3 separate regions of the Mus musculus genome follow, and regions 1 and 3 are each linked to region 2. Evidence: chromatin contacts called from public Hi-C and HiChIP or PLAC-seq data. All regions are on one chromosome and are shown on one strand. Each heading gives the region's core, a stretch centred on a gene start, on an enhancer-like site or on the middle of the called end of the contact. The rest is flanking DNA. Distances are from core to core; before and after follow the strand shown. Region 1 has its middle 16 kb from the start of Gm36839. Region 2 holds the start of Pxdc1 (PX domain containing 1). Region 3 has its middle 53 kb from the start of Slc22a23.

Region 1 (3,881 bases), core at 580-3,079, 210 kb before region 2:
CTACTTCTGGCTTCTACCTAGGGCAAGGGCTAAACAACAACTCACTACTAGAGCTGACTCACCTCTTTCTAGCTCCACCCCTCCTCATCCAATCAGAATTCACACACGCTCCAGGCACGTGCTCAGGTCGTTCACAGATAGCAAGGCAGTAAACAAGTGGGTTTCACCGGGCCTGCTGACGCACCCCCCCCCACCCCCCCACCCCCCACCCCCCACCCCCCCCCCCCCCGCTTCCCGCACCTGCCCTGTTTCATTTCCCTTTCACTACTTAAGCCTCTACAGTATATAACTTCTTCCATTTTAGTTAAGTTTTCAGGTTAGTATCCAAAAGAATGAGTCTTATGAATCCATTTTCATACTTCTATCATTATCCTTCTGTCCTTCCATCATGACCTCACCTTCCCTACTGTTGTGTTTTATAGAAGAGAGAGAGAGAGAGAGAGAGAGAGAGAGAGAGAGAGAGAGAAGAAAAAAAAAGGGAAAAAGAAAAGAGAAAAAAGAAAAAAAGAGGAGGCCAGGATATGTTTCACAGAGAGTTGGGTATGGTGAGGTGGGAGGAGTGGCCCAGCAAGCCCAGCTGAGGCATCCCTTTCCCCTGAGGTATCAGCCATATGATGGATATAGTATGGAATAGAGTTTATTTAGTGTGTGGGAAGATAGTAGAGATAGGGGAGAGGAGAGGCTGGCCAGGAACATGTAGTGAGACAGGGGTGAGTGAGAAGAGGTCAGATTGAATAAGAGGGCAAGGAAGGGGCAAACAGCCCCTTTTATAATAAGCCAGGACTACCTGGCTGTTGTCAAGTAACTGTGGGGCAGTGCCTAGAAGGAATTCTAACCTGTGAAATTCTATTTTATTTTAATCATTGGCCACCAAATTAGATATGAGTGGTAAAACATCAGGGATTTTTGTTGGCAGCTGTTTCCCTAACATCTGACAGTATTCAGCATGATAGACATATAATAAATATTTGTTTTATTAATCTCAGCATTGTGAGCCCATAATTTAGCTTCTTTGACAAAAGAAGCTTTAGTTTTTTAAAGTGGATTTATCCAAATATTAATTGTTTTCAGTTATATTTAAACCAAAAAAGATTTATGTCCACTGTAGTGCTACCCCTGTTTCAACCATAAGACATATTTACATTAAACCCTTAATTTAGGACTTAAATGTATCCAACAGACAGAGACTGAATCTACACACGGAATAATTCTCCTTATGAACATTTTAGGGCCAACAAGATGCCTCAGCAGATAAAGGGGCTTGCCTCATAAGCCTGATGGCTTGAGTTTTATCACCAGATCCCACAGTAGAAGGGAAGAATCAACTCCTGAGAGTTAACTCTGACTTCTTTACATGTGCCATGGCAGGAATGTTCCTCCACCCCCCCCCCCCAATAATAATGGTAATAGTAATAATTTTAAAAGAAAACTTTAGGCATTTGATTTGTTTCCACAGTTGTTAACAAACTTTGTTTTTTTTTTTGGGGGGGGGGGGTGTCGTTTCAAGACAGGGTTTCTCTGTGTATCCTTGGCTGTCCTGGAACTCACTCTGTAGACCAGGCTGGCCTTGAACTCAGAAACGCACCGTGGTGGTGGCGGCAGTGGCGCATGCCTTTGATCCCAGCACTTGGGAGGCAGAGGCAGGTGGATTTCTGAGTACAAACATTTAATTTAATAGAATTAAAGAATCTTGCCTGCACCAAAGAAAAAGGCTGTGTCTTAGTGGGATGTTTCTTTCCGGTTTTGGAAAGGAATCCCTGCCAGCAACTCTTTGTCATGGTGACGCTGTGTTCTCGGTCAGAAGGTAGGATCTGGTTTCCTGTGTTTTCTAGGCTTTGGAGATCTGTTTAAGATCTGTGTTTTGGGAGGGAGCATTTCCATGGTTACACTTTTCCCTTCCTTCACCCTTGAAAAACAAGAGCTAGTGGAATGCCCCAGTTCCCAAATCACCACACAGATGTCTTTCTATCGGCCCACACATGAAATTTTGGGCCAAGTTCTATTTCCACGAGTTTATTCCCTCCAATGTTTCTTTGAAATGAAGCAAGGCTTAGATTGGCAAATTAAACAGGGAATGGTCTATATTATATAAATAACCTGAACTCATGTAGAATGGATTTAGAGGTATGGAATATGAAGGGAGAGATTGTTTGGGGGACAGAAATAAATTATAGCTCCAGGCAGCAAACATAAATGTGTGGAGAATTGTGTATTCAGAAGAACTATATTGTGTTTAAAAATAGTGTTCAGTATTTTAAATGTAAAGTTTCATGTTAGACTGTTAAAATAAGCGTGTACACTTTTACTTGGATGAACCACTAAAACTCATGAATTAATGTCAAAGTATATATACAAGTAAGAGATAACAAATATTTGCATGGAAAGGAGTGACCAAAGAAATAATTTTTAAAAATTAGCTTTAGAGATATCTATCTATCTATCTATCTATCTATCTATCTATCTATCTATCTATCTATTTCTCAAAGCAATAATAAGTAGGAGAAAAATGGCATCTGTGTAGCCCTGGCTGCCTGGAATGCACAGAGCGACCTGCCTCAGACTCCTGAGTGTTGGAATTAAAGGCATGCACCTTTATGCCCAACCTTGGCTTATGCTTTGAGGGAATATGGTCCATTCCCCCAATGAACTGGGAGGAGAGGCAGGAGGGCAAACTGTGATGGTGGTATAAAGTAAATAAATTAGTTAACTAAAAAAATGAATTAGGTCATGTTGCATAGAACTAGTTTTTCCTAATGTATCAAGAGTTTTAAGATTGGGGCTGTCTGCATCTATGAAACTGAAAGATCCTATTCATTGGCTCATAAAATTCTCACTGGTCTTTTCATTTAAAAAATGTTTTTCCTTGCTGAGTTTGTTGAAGTGAAATTCATGCCTAATTAAAATGATGCTATTATACTTTTCAAAGGATCCTAATTAAGGATCTTATGTTCCCGAAAGGATCAATATGACAAATGACTAGCAAGCTGCTGCTGTCAACACTGTAGAATCATAAACGCAGCCAGTGAATCGCGAGGGTAAATATTTTTGAAGTCCAAATATCTACACATAACTTTCCTTCTAAATACCTGTCCTTTCTACTAGTCCAAGGACACAATATCACATTTTCATACTAGAGCATATACAGAGCAGAAAGTCCACATGTTTTTTTTTTCTTTTCTTTTCTTATGGCTACTGTGATAATAAGCAAGCTTTAACTGACATACAAAGACAAGAGATCTTTCTGTCACAGAGACACAATTTTAGATTTCATTGGAGACCTTAAAGATACAGCATGAAAATTGTTACAGTCTTCACAATTTGGGTGTAAAATGTCCCCCAAAGTTTCCTATAGTTGAATACTTGATCGCCAGCTGGTGGGGATGTTTTGGGAAGTTTGGGACATGTAGGAAATGGAGCCTCACTAGAGAAAGTAGGCCACTGGGGATGGCCCTGGAGGTTTGCAGCTTGGTCCTGCTCTCTATCTGGTCTCCACTTCCTAGTCTACAAAGACACGCAGAGGTGGAGAATTGTAGCCACACTCTCTCACAGCTGTGGAAATGCTTGTCTCCATGCCTTCCCCTTTCCCCATCTTTTCCAAGGGCCCACAGTCTGAGTCAATACCCCCCTTTGGCTATGCCTTTGTTCTCTACATACACGTGGAAGGACTTATGAATGTCAGGCAGGGCAAGTTTGTGAAAAGCTTTGTCCATCTCAGGAGTCCAGTTCAAAGTATTCTCCTGCCCCCTGGTGGCCTCATAGAAGGGTTTCACAATTTCCATGAATCCTGGTACCCAGAGTCTAAAAAATGCTGCTAAGCCCAAGAACTCACAAATTTGATGCCAGGTCGTGGGGACAGGGATACTGAGGATTGTCTATTTTCT
Region 2 (3,707 bases), core at 1,070-3,569:
CTTTAGTGATATAATTATCACCTTTCCCAGGGTCTGTCTTCTCCCCAGTAATGGGCTTTTGACCAGGTTTCTATACCAGTCATGAAATCCCAACAGTAGTGCAGGCCTCACATGCTCTACTACCCAGGAAACCACTATTGTACTGATGGGCACATCTTGGCAGGTAGGTCATACTTCAGCAGTCAGAGCTGGAATTAATTCATGTTTGCAGCCATATGGTTGAGCTCTGTGCTTACATGCCAGGAGTTTACCCACTCCCCTCTGTATGAGCATCTATGCACTGGCAAACAGTAACCACACGTCTCTTAGCATGCACACGTACTAGTACTTTCTAGAATTGGGAAACACACTCCCTGGAGGAATTATTGGGCCATAAGTTATACATATTTTTAGTTTTATCCAAGTCCTGCTAGCTGCCTACCAAGGGCTTGTTTCAATGGAAACATCATTATCAATATCTAAAAGTCCACACTTCCCTTAGAAGCAAACACTTTTGCTCCTGTCAAGTTCATCCAATTTTCAAAGTTTAGGTCTCAAATGTTTCGGGGAATGCACATATTCCAGAAATTATTCTACTTATTCATCAAGTGGGAAAATTTAAGATATGAAAAAAAGATGATTCAAAGACCATTTCAGAGTGGCACATGCCTCCAAACTCAGCACTCCAGAGACTAAGGCAGAAGGATCAGTGGTTTGAGTCAGCCTGGGCTACAAAGTGAGATCTTATATCACAGAGAATAGGGACTTGGTGTTTATTCTTGTTCTGAGGTGTGTGTGTGTGTGTGTGTGTGTGTGTGTGTGTGTTAACCTGGAAAGCACTGTGGTATCCCAGGTTGGCCTCCAGCTTTAAAAGGTCTTCCTGTCCCTGCCTGGGCTACTTGAATTACATACGTGAGGCACTCCAGACCCCTATCATCTTTTTTTTTTAAAGTAGTAAAATGAAGTTTCTAGGCTGTATAGAAAAGTGATTAATGAATGATCTAAGCGGCATAAAAGATAGCGTGTTCTAACCAGTGACTTCCCAACAGTGACTGCTTTTACTCTGCCATCTCGTTTTACTTCCAGATCTCTTGAAGCAACTTCTATTAATAAGAAAACACTTTCTTCAGCGCCCAGGAATGACAGACTCAAAGTGGTGGCTAGCCTCACAGAGCTAGGCCACTCGAGCAGCAGCGAACTGAACTGGAGACTTGGTTGTTCCCACCCAGCAAACTCTACCCTAAAGATGGGGTGCTTAAAAAAGTGTATTTCTGGGGGGTCCTGGGGATGATGCTGTGATAGGAGACAGCTTCAGAAGGGACATGGCTCCAGGCAGTAGTGGGGATTGGCATAGGCGTGCCTGAGCAGAACTTTTTGGTAAATAGGAGGACTGATTTCTGCAGTGACACGAGCGATCTAAGTACCCGCCCCCTGCCGGGGATGACCGGTCAACGGAAATCAGGGTCAGTGAGGTCCAGAGAAGGAATACCTGTTGCCTAACGTCTTTGTTCACTGACTATTTAGAAGCGTATAAAAAGCATAGTCTTTCTCCCAGGTTGTAGGTAGAAGAATGTCTGGAACCAAGCTACAATTCTTAATGCTAGACACTGTTTTTCAATTGGGAGCCATGCGGTACATTCCTTCTCTGTGGGTCGTTCTGCCAAGGGGGACTTCCTAAGCTCCTCCTGAGTTGCTCTCTCCGGGGAGACCCCGGTCTCCTACAATTCTGTCCCATATTCTTTTGGCGGACAACCCTCCTGGGGATCCTCTTCTAAGAACCACACGGTCTTGCCTTCTGGTCTGTCTGTCCCGCCTCGTCCCGGGCCTCCGTCAAGCTAAGGCACGACCGGAATGCGCGGGAGGACCCGGGGCGGAGTCGCCGGTAACCGATGGGACACGGGGCGGGTCAGCCCGAGTCCCGGCCCAGACCAGGCGAGTCAAGGGCGGCGCGGGGACCAGCACCAGTCCCTCTGCCCGGATTCCCGCTTGGTCTGAGCCCGCGTCCCCGCCCCATGCGGCGCCGCCCCGGGACTCTGGACTCCAGCGACGTGTCGATCCCACCCCCGTGTGGGCCTGGCAGAGTGCTCAACTCGGGGCTGGAGAATCCCGAGGATCCAGAGTGGGAACGAGGAGAAAGTCGCCTTGCGCGCGGGGAGAGCGCAGGACCAGCCTCGCCTAGCAGTTGGCAGACCAGGGAGGAGGCGATTTGCGTGCAGCTCTGGGCCGGGACCGCCCGCGGCGGGTCAGCGGGAGGCAGGAGGGAGGCGCCGCAGCCGGGACTCGACGTCGCCGCCCGCGATGGGAAGTGCCTTATAAAGCCGCAGCCCGTTCAGTCCCACAGACTCCTGGCGGCGCCGCCCTGAGCGCGCGGGCCACACGTAGCCGCCCCAGAGTGAGCGCAGAGCTGCGGCGTATTCGCGGGGCACCAACTTCTCCCCCACGGGGACTCTTAACCGCCGTTGCGGGAATCGAGCGCGTCCCACGGAGAACCCCTGATCGCCCCTGCCAGGACTCACTCTGCCCAGGCGGACCCCAGGCGGGGGCCGAGGGCGCCCCCGGCGGCAGGGGCATGCGCCGCCCGCGGCATGGCCTCGGCGGTGTTTGAGGGCACGTCGCTCGTGAACATGTTCGTGCGCGGTTGCTGGGTGAACGGGATCCGCAGGCTCATCGTCAGCAGGCGCGGCGATGAGGAGGAGTTCTTCGAAATCCGCACCGAGTGGTCGGACCGCAGCGTGCTCTACCTGCACCGCAGCTTCGCCGACCTGGGCCGCCTGTGCAAGCGCCTCCGCGATGCCTTCCCCGAGGACCGGTCTGAGCTGGCGCGCACGCCGCTGCGGCAAGGTGCGGGGCTGCGGGACTGGGGGCACCGGGGGATGCGGGGAGATGCGGTTTTCGGGAGGGGCTTTGTGGGGGAGGAACTTAGTGAGGAGCTCATCCAAGTGCGATGAAGTCCGCGGGAAGAGTTACTTAAAACTCTACTATTCGGCACCTGACGGAGGACATCCTAGACCCCGGCTTTCCTGAATGGTCGTTCAGAAAGGGCTGGGAACCGGCACGGAGTCTGGGGCGCACACTCTTGGAGGATAAATGAGATGGCTGGGGAAAGGGACAAGGTCAGCAGGACTCTCGCCTGACTGTCCCAAAGAACGAGCCTCTAGTGAAGAAGCGGAGGCGACATCCAGAGCTGACAGCTACTGGGTCCCAGCTGCTGTGGAGAACCAGTAGAGGCTGGAATGGGTTTGCTGGAAAGGGTAGAGACCGTTATAGAGTATCGAAACTGGGGTGATCGCAGCAGGTATGATCGCTGCTCAGGTCCTGCCCAGTAGAGGCCCCATCTGTATTCTGCCCCGGGGACAGCTGAGCCTGAAAGCGAGGTGCCACGCAGCAATCTTTTCCACCTCTCCTAGGAGGAGGCCGCCCCGCCTGGATCTGTCCGGCCAACCCAGGGTCCCCACCCCTGAGCCGGGTCCGCATTCGGATTTGATTAGCCATGGCCGCCTCCTCTCAGGCCGTGTGACGGTCCTGGTTGGCTGTGACTGTTGTTTTTCTCAAACAGCAGTGGCTTCCCCTTTGCTTCCTAAGGACAGCAAAAGGACTGGAAGAGTGGAGGAAACTGGAGAGAGACCTTGATAGAGACGGGGGAGGGGGGAAGAATAAAATGTGAGGCAAAGAGCCGGGTAAGCGGTAGGGCAGGAGGGATCAATATAGCTTCTGAGCAGACTTCCCCC
Region 3 (3,913 bases), core at 812-3,311, 250 kb after region 2:
CAACTGATGTACAGGCGTTGGCCATCAAAACTGAAACAGAACAAGGCCAGTGCTGGGTGCTGTCTTAGTTTTTTCTGTTGCTAAAACAAAATACCGGAGACTGGGGAAAATGGATTTTTTTTTTTTTTTTTTTTTTTGTGAGGAAAACATATTTGCTAAATCCTGACCTCAAGCTGAAACTACAGTCAGTCTGACCTTAGGGCATGTGCGACCCTTACAGAAACTTTCTCTAATATACTTTGTTTTGCTTCTGTAACTCCGATCAAACAGAGGCACCATGGTGACACTACTGTGCCCTCTTCTTATTAAAAGTTCGCATCCTGTCATGCTTGCTAACAGCCATCACAGCTATGTCAACGGGAGGTACTGAACTTGTGTTTTTTACCTTTATAATCCCCTGTTCACTTAGCTCAGGGCTGCCTCTAGACTTGTCACAGGACTGTGTGCCCTGGGTGGGTTTGTGTGACTCGAGAAAGCCTTCCAATTCATAAAGAGCCTGTCCTGGTCTCCTTCTCTTGGGTTAGCTCAGCTACAGCAGATTGGAGGCTGGAAGTTTTAAGACGGAATGGCTGCACCTGGCAAGGACAATGTGCTCATTCACCTCATGGTGGAAAGAAAGGAGTGTAGTTGTCGAATGAGGAGAAGCATCCATGTGTCATGGTAACAGAAGTGCTTGACTCACTTCGTAACAATCTGTTCTTGAAGTAACTAAGCCAGCCTTAAGAAAATTAGCCCAGTCTCTCAGGGAAAACAATGATCTACCTGTAAAGGCTACGTCTCAGGGCCCCGTAAATATTCTACAACTCCCCGATGCCGCTGAATTGAAATTGTAGCATCATATGTGAGTTTCAGAGGAAACGAATCATTTATGCTGTGAGCTGAAGTTACCGAATGGAAGAGATATGGGCTGCACCTGTGTGAAAGAGTGTCCATGGCCAAATGACCAAAGTTCAAAATTGGAGAGTTACTAGGAATACCATTATTTACCATCTCAAATGCACAGGGCAGCTTTTGCTGTTTGCAGCAACCCGCTTACCTGCGGCCCCCACAGAGGTATTTGGTAAACACCATGATTTATGAGTTTCTCTATTCTGCAACTAATAAAAAGTTTATGGTACTTGGGGAAAATTCTGTGTTCCTGAGCCATGGCCGCTCTTATTTAACTCCAGAATACATTTTTATCTCTTATTCCCTTTGAGGCCGCTTTTGTGTTAACAATAACCACGGGAGGCACAGAAACAAGAAGAGGCAGATACCAGAAGCTGGGTGAAGCACCAACTATATTGCTGAATCATGCTGAGTGGTACTTGAACAACCACAGCCCAGATGAGCCATTTCTTTATGTGTCCCTGCCAAGAAGTGGGGCTTAATAACCTAGAAAAATCTTTGATTCATTAATTAATAAGGTGAACTTTAATTCTCTCTCTCTCTCTCTCTCTCTCTCTCTCTCTCTGTGTGTGTGTGTGTGTGTGTGTGTGTGTGTGTGTGTGTCTTTCTCTTGTCTCTCTCTCCCTTTCTCTCTGTCTCTCACTCTCTTCCTTCTCTCCCTTTTTCATGCCATGCACTCGAGAGGGTAGGGGACCCACAGTAGAAGGGCAAGAACTCAGGGTCCCATTCATCACTAGTATGAATGACTGTCCCAAGTAGAAGCCCTTCCTCTCAGCCTCTGGGGTCAGGATCACCCGGGGCAGCTCCGTTAACTTCCTGCTGAGCCTTACTGTCCCCACCTCTTCGAGTTTCTCTTTGTTTGGGGCCAGCATCTGTTTCCTTTTGTCGTGGTTCCTGTGGCTTCCTCTGCTTGCCCAGGTTTTGTTTGCGAATCCTTTCCTGGAGCAGGCACTCTTTGGGAAGAAAGCCCTTCTCCAGGCTCTTAGAGATGGAGTGCCTTGCAACTTGAACACCAGTTCTCTGGATCACTGGTCTATGCATTCTAAGGCAACGAGCAGTCCAACCCTAGGACCGTGGAAGTTTCTCACAACTTTGTAGCTTAGGAGCCTGATTTCTACCTCATGGCCCAGAGTGTTCATTCTGCACAGTAGGAACCTGGCAGAGCATACAAAGAGGCATGCCTCCTGCTTGCCAGGGAATGGTTTACTCACTTCCTGCTTGTCAGATGAAGAGCATACAAAGTTGTCTGAGTAAACAATTCAAGCATGTGAGTCACACAATATCAGCCTGGTACACTCTGAGCATCTGTTTATGGTAGCAGCAATGGATATTAATGTTATCGTTCCGGGACACACACATCCCCAAAGAAGTGTTGAGGGGATTTCATAAATGACTTTGAATTCTGAGATCAAATATCATTTTACTGATCACCGATCTCTCAGGAGCAAGCTCTGCTCTGTCACATGCTTCCTGGATCTTTGTTTGGTGCATGACAGGTACCCAAGAGAGATGAGCTGTCTTGCTGCAGATAGAAGTTGCTGGAGGCAGAGACAGAGTGGTGGTGGAGGAGGATATACACTCATATATGTGAATTTTAATCAAAGCAGCAAAGATTAATTAAGGGGGTTAAAAATAAGGTTTATTGGCCTGAATTGATTATTTCTGAACAATATGTTAAAAGTCAAAATCAAATTTGAATTGACAAAAAGCAAGTTTACTCTTTTAAACATTTTTTCTTAGCACAATCTACTCACTTGAACATTCATTCATCTTCCTTCCCTTTGAATAGTGTTAAGTTTACCAAAATTGCAAAAATCTCAATAGTCCTCACACAGATTACCAATTCTACTTATGTGTATGCATGTGTGTGATTGTACATGTGCATGCATGCATGTGTGATTACATATGTGCATGTGTGCATTCCTGAAGGACAAAGGTTAATGTCAGGTGTACTCCTATATTGTTCTCCACCTTAATTTTTTGCATATGTTTTGTATGTGGTAAGTGTGCATTATGCATGTGTGTTTGAATGTGCACTATGTGTATGAGTGCATGTGCATACATCGATATGGAGTCCCGATACTGATGTTGGGTTTCTTCTTTGCTTACTCTCTACTTTGTATATTGAAGCAAGGTCTCTTGTTTGAATTCAGAGCCCATCAATCTAGGGCCAGCTTGGTCTACTTGGATTACAGGCAGACCACACACACACACACACACACACACACACACACACACACACACATACACACATATCAGCATTTGTATAGGCACCGAGGATCCAAACTCGGACCTTCACGATTATGCAGCAAGCACTTTAACCCACTCTACCATTTCCTCAGATTATCAATTATTAATGAGTTGCTTCCTTTACTTTAACCATTTCTCTCTCAGTGCACACATGTTATTTTTTCTGGACAATTTAAGAACTCATAGCAAACATTATGTGACTTACTCCCAAAATTTTCAGCACGGATTTTGTAAGACAAGATAGTCTCTCTCTAACCATACTACAAGGACCAAGTTCAGGTAAATTAAATGGACATAATAGTAAGGTCTAACTCACAATACAAATTCAATTTTCATCTATTGTTTCACTAACATCCATTATGGATATTTCTTCCTTGAAATAGAATCCAACTGTATGTAAGTTTCCTTCCAAGCTTTAGTCTATAGTAGGTCCTCAACCTGTCATTACCCTTAAAAATAATGATCCCCCCCCCCCCCGAAAGATCTTCTAGTATATCCCAAGGAGCCTGAAGTACTAGCATTTCTTGGAGAAATACCCTGATTTGTATAATGTGTTGCTGTGTCCTTCTCAGTTAGTCTGAACCTCTCAGGAGCATCTAAAGCCCATTAGCCCCACTGTTCCAGATAGTAGCCTTTCTCATGTGGTAGCACATTATTTGTGAGCTCCATCACAAATTGTTGCTTGAAAGGGAAAAAATCTAGGGTCTTTCTAAGAATTTGCATCTCCTTTGAATAAATGCGGGACTTAACAGCCTCAAAATTCCCCAACATGTTT

Evidence for each region. A called contact is a pair of places that touch in the nucleus more often than the background predicts. HiChIP or PLAC-seq counts read pairs in DNA pulled down with a chosen protein or histone mark.
Region 1: a Hi-C map of cortical neurons shows a contact between it and region 2, with 5 times the contacts expected there. The contact joins the enhancer-like site here to the promoter of Pxdc1 in region 2. A contact is called at or near these places in 24 of 39 promoter capture datasets (the 3T3-L1 cell line, 3T3-L1-derived adipocytes, the C10 cell line and 15 more), 9 of 15 datasets of contacts at CTCF or cohesin (the G1E-ER4 cell line, the NIH/3T3 cell line, embryonic stem cells and 5 more), 302 of 484 Hi-C or Micro-C datasets (the 3T3-L1 cell line, 3T3-L1-derived adipocytes, the 4T1 cell line and 153 more), 52 of 115 datasets of contacts at active chromatin or transcription factors (the NIH/3T3 cell line, PVALB interneurons, SST interneurons and 35 more) and 6 of 9 other capture datasets (adipose tissue, embryonic stem cells, embryonic tail and 3 more).
Region 3: a contact with region 2 is called in a FOXA1 HiChIP or PLAC-seq map of pancreatic cancer cells. The contact joins the enhancer-like site here to the promoter of Pxdc1 in region 2. A contact is called at or near these places in 3 of 39 promoter capture datasets (the HPC-7 cell line, embryonic stem cells and liver), 1 of 115 datasets of contacts at active chromatin or transcription factors (pancreatic cancer cells) and 2 of 9 other capture datasets (liver and pancreatic islet).

What each region holds. Positions count from the first base shown.
Region 1 is chr13:34,857,584-34,861,464 of GRCm38.p6, reverse strand. No RefSeq gene overlaps it. Among named protein-coding and RNA genes, the nearest start is that of Gm36839, 16 kb to the left of the region's middle. Within about 2 kb of position 1,829, at least 12 of the 459 cell types and tissues checked have an H3K27ac peak or open chromatin away from gene starts, as enhancers often do. A contact at or near this core is called in B cells, VIP interneurons, cortical neurons and 2 more, where this site is marked.
Region 2 is chr13:34,651,293-34,654,999 of GRCm38.p6, reverse strand. Pxdc1 (PX domain containing 1) reads left to right here and starts at 2,319. Exons shown (of 5, transcript NM_025831.3): 1 at 2,319-2,820. The coding sequence starts at 2,565. It overlaps Gm15908 (predicted gene 15908), which reads right to left and starts at 2,077. Exons shown (of 4, transcript NR_105041.1): 1 at 1,772-2,077.
Region 3 is chr13:34,396,414-34,400,326 of GRCm38.p6, reverse strand. No RefSeq gene overlaps it. Among named protein-coding and RNA genes, the nearest start is that of Slc22a23, 53 kb to the right of the region's middle. Within about 2 kb of position 2,061, at least 68 of the 459 cell types and tissues checked have an H3K27ac peak or open chromatin away from gene starts, as enhancers often do. A contact at or near this core is called in the HPC-7 cell line, liver and pancreatic cancer cells, where this site is marked.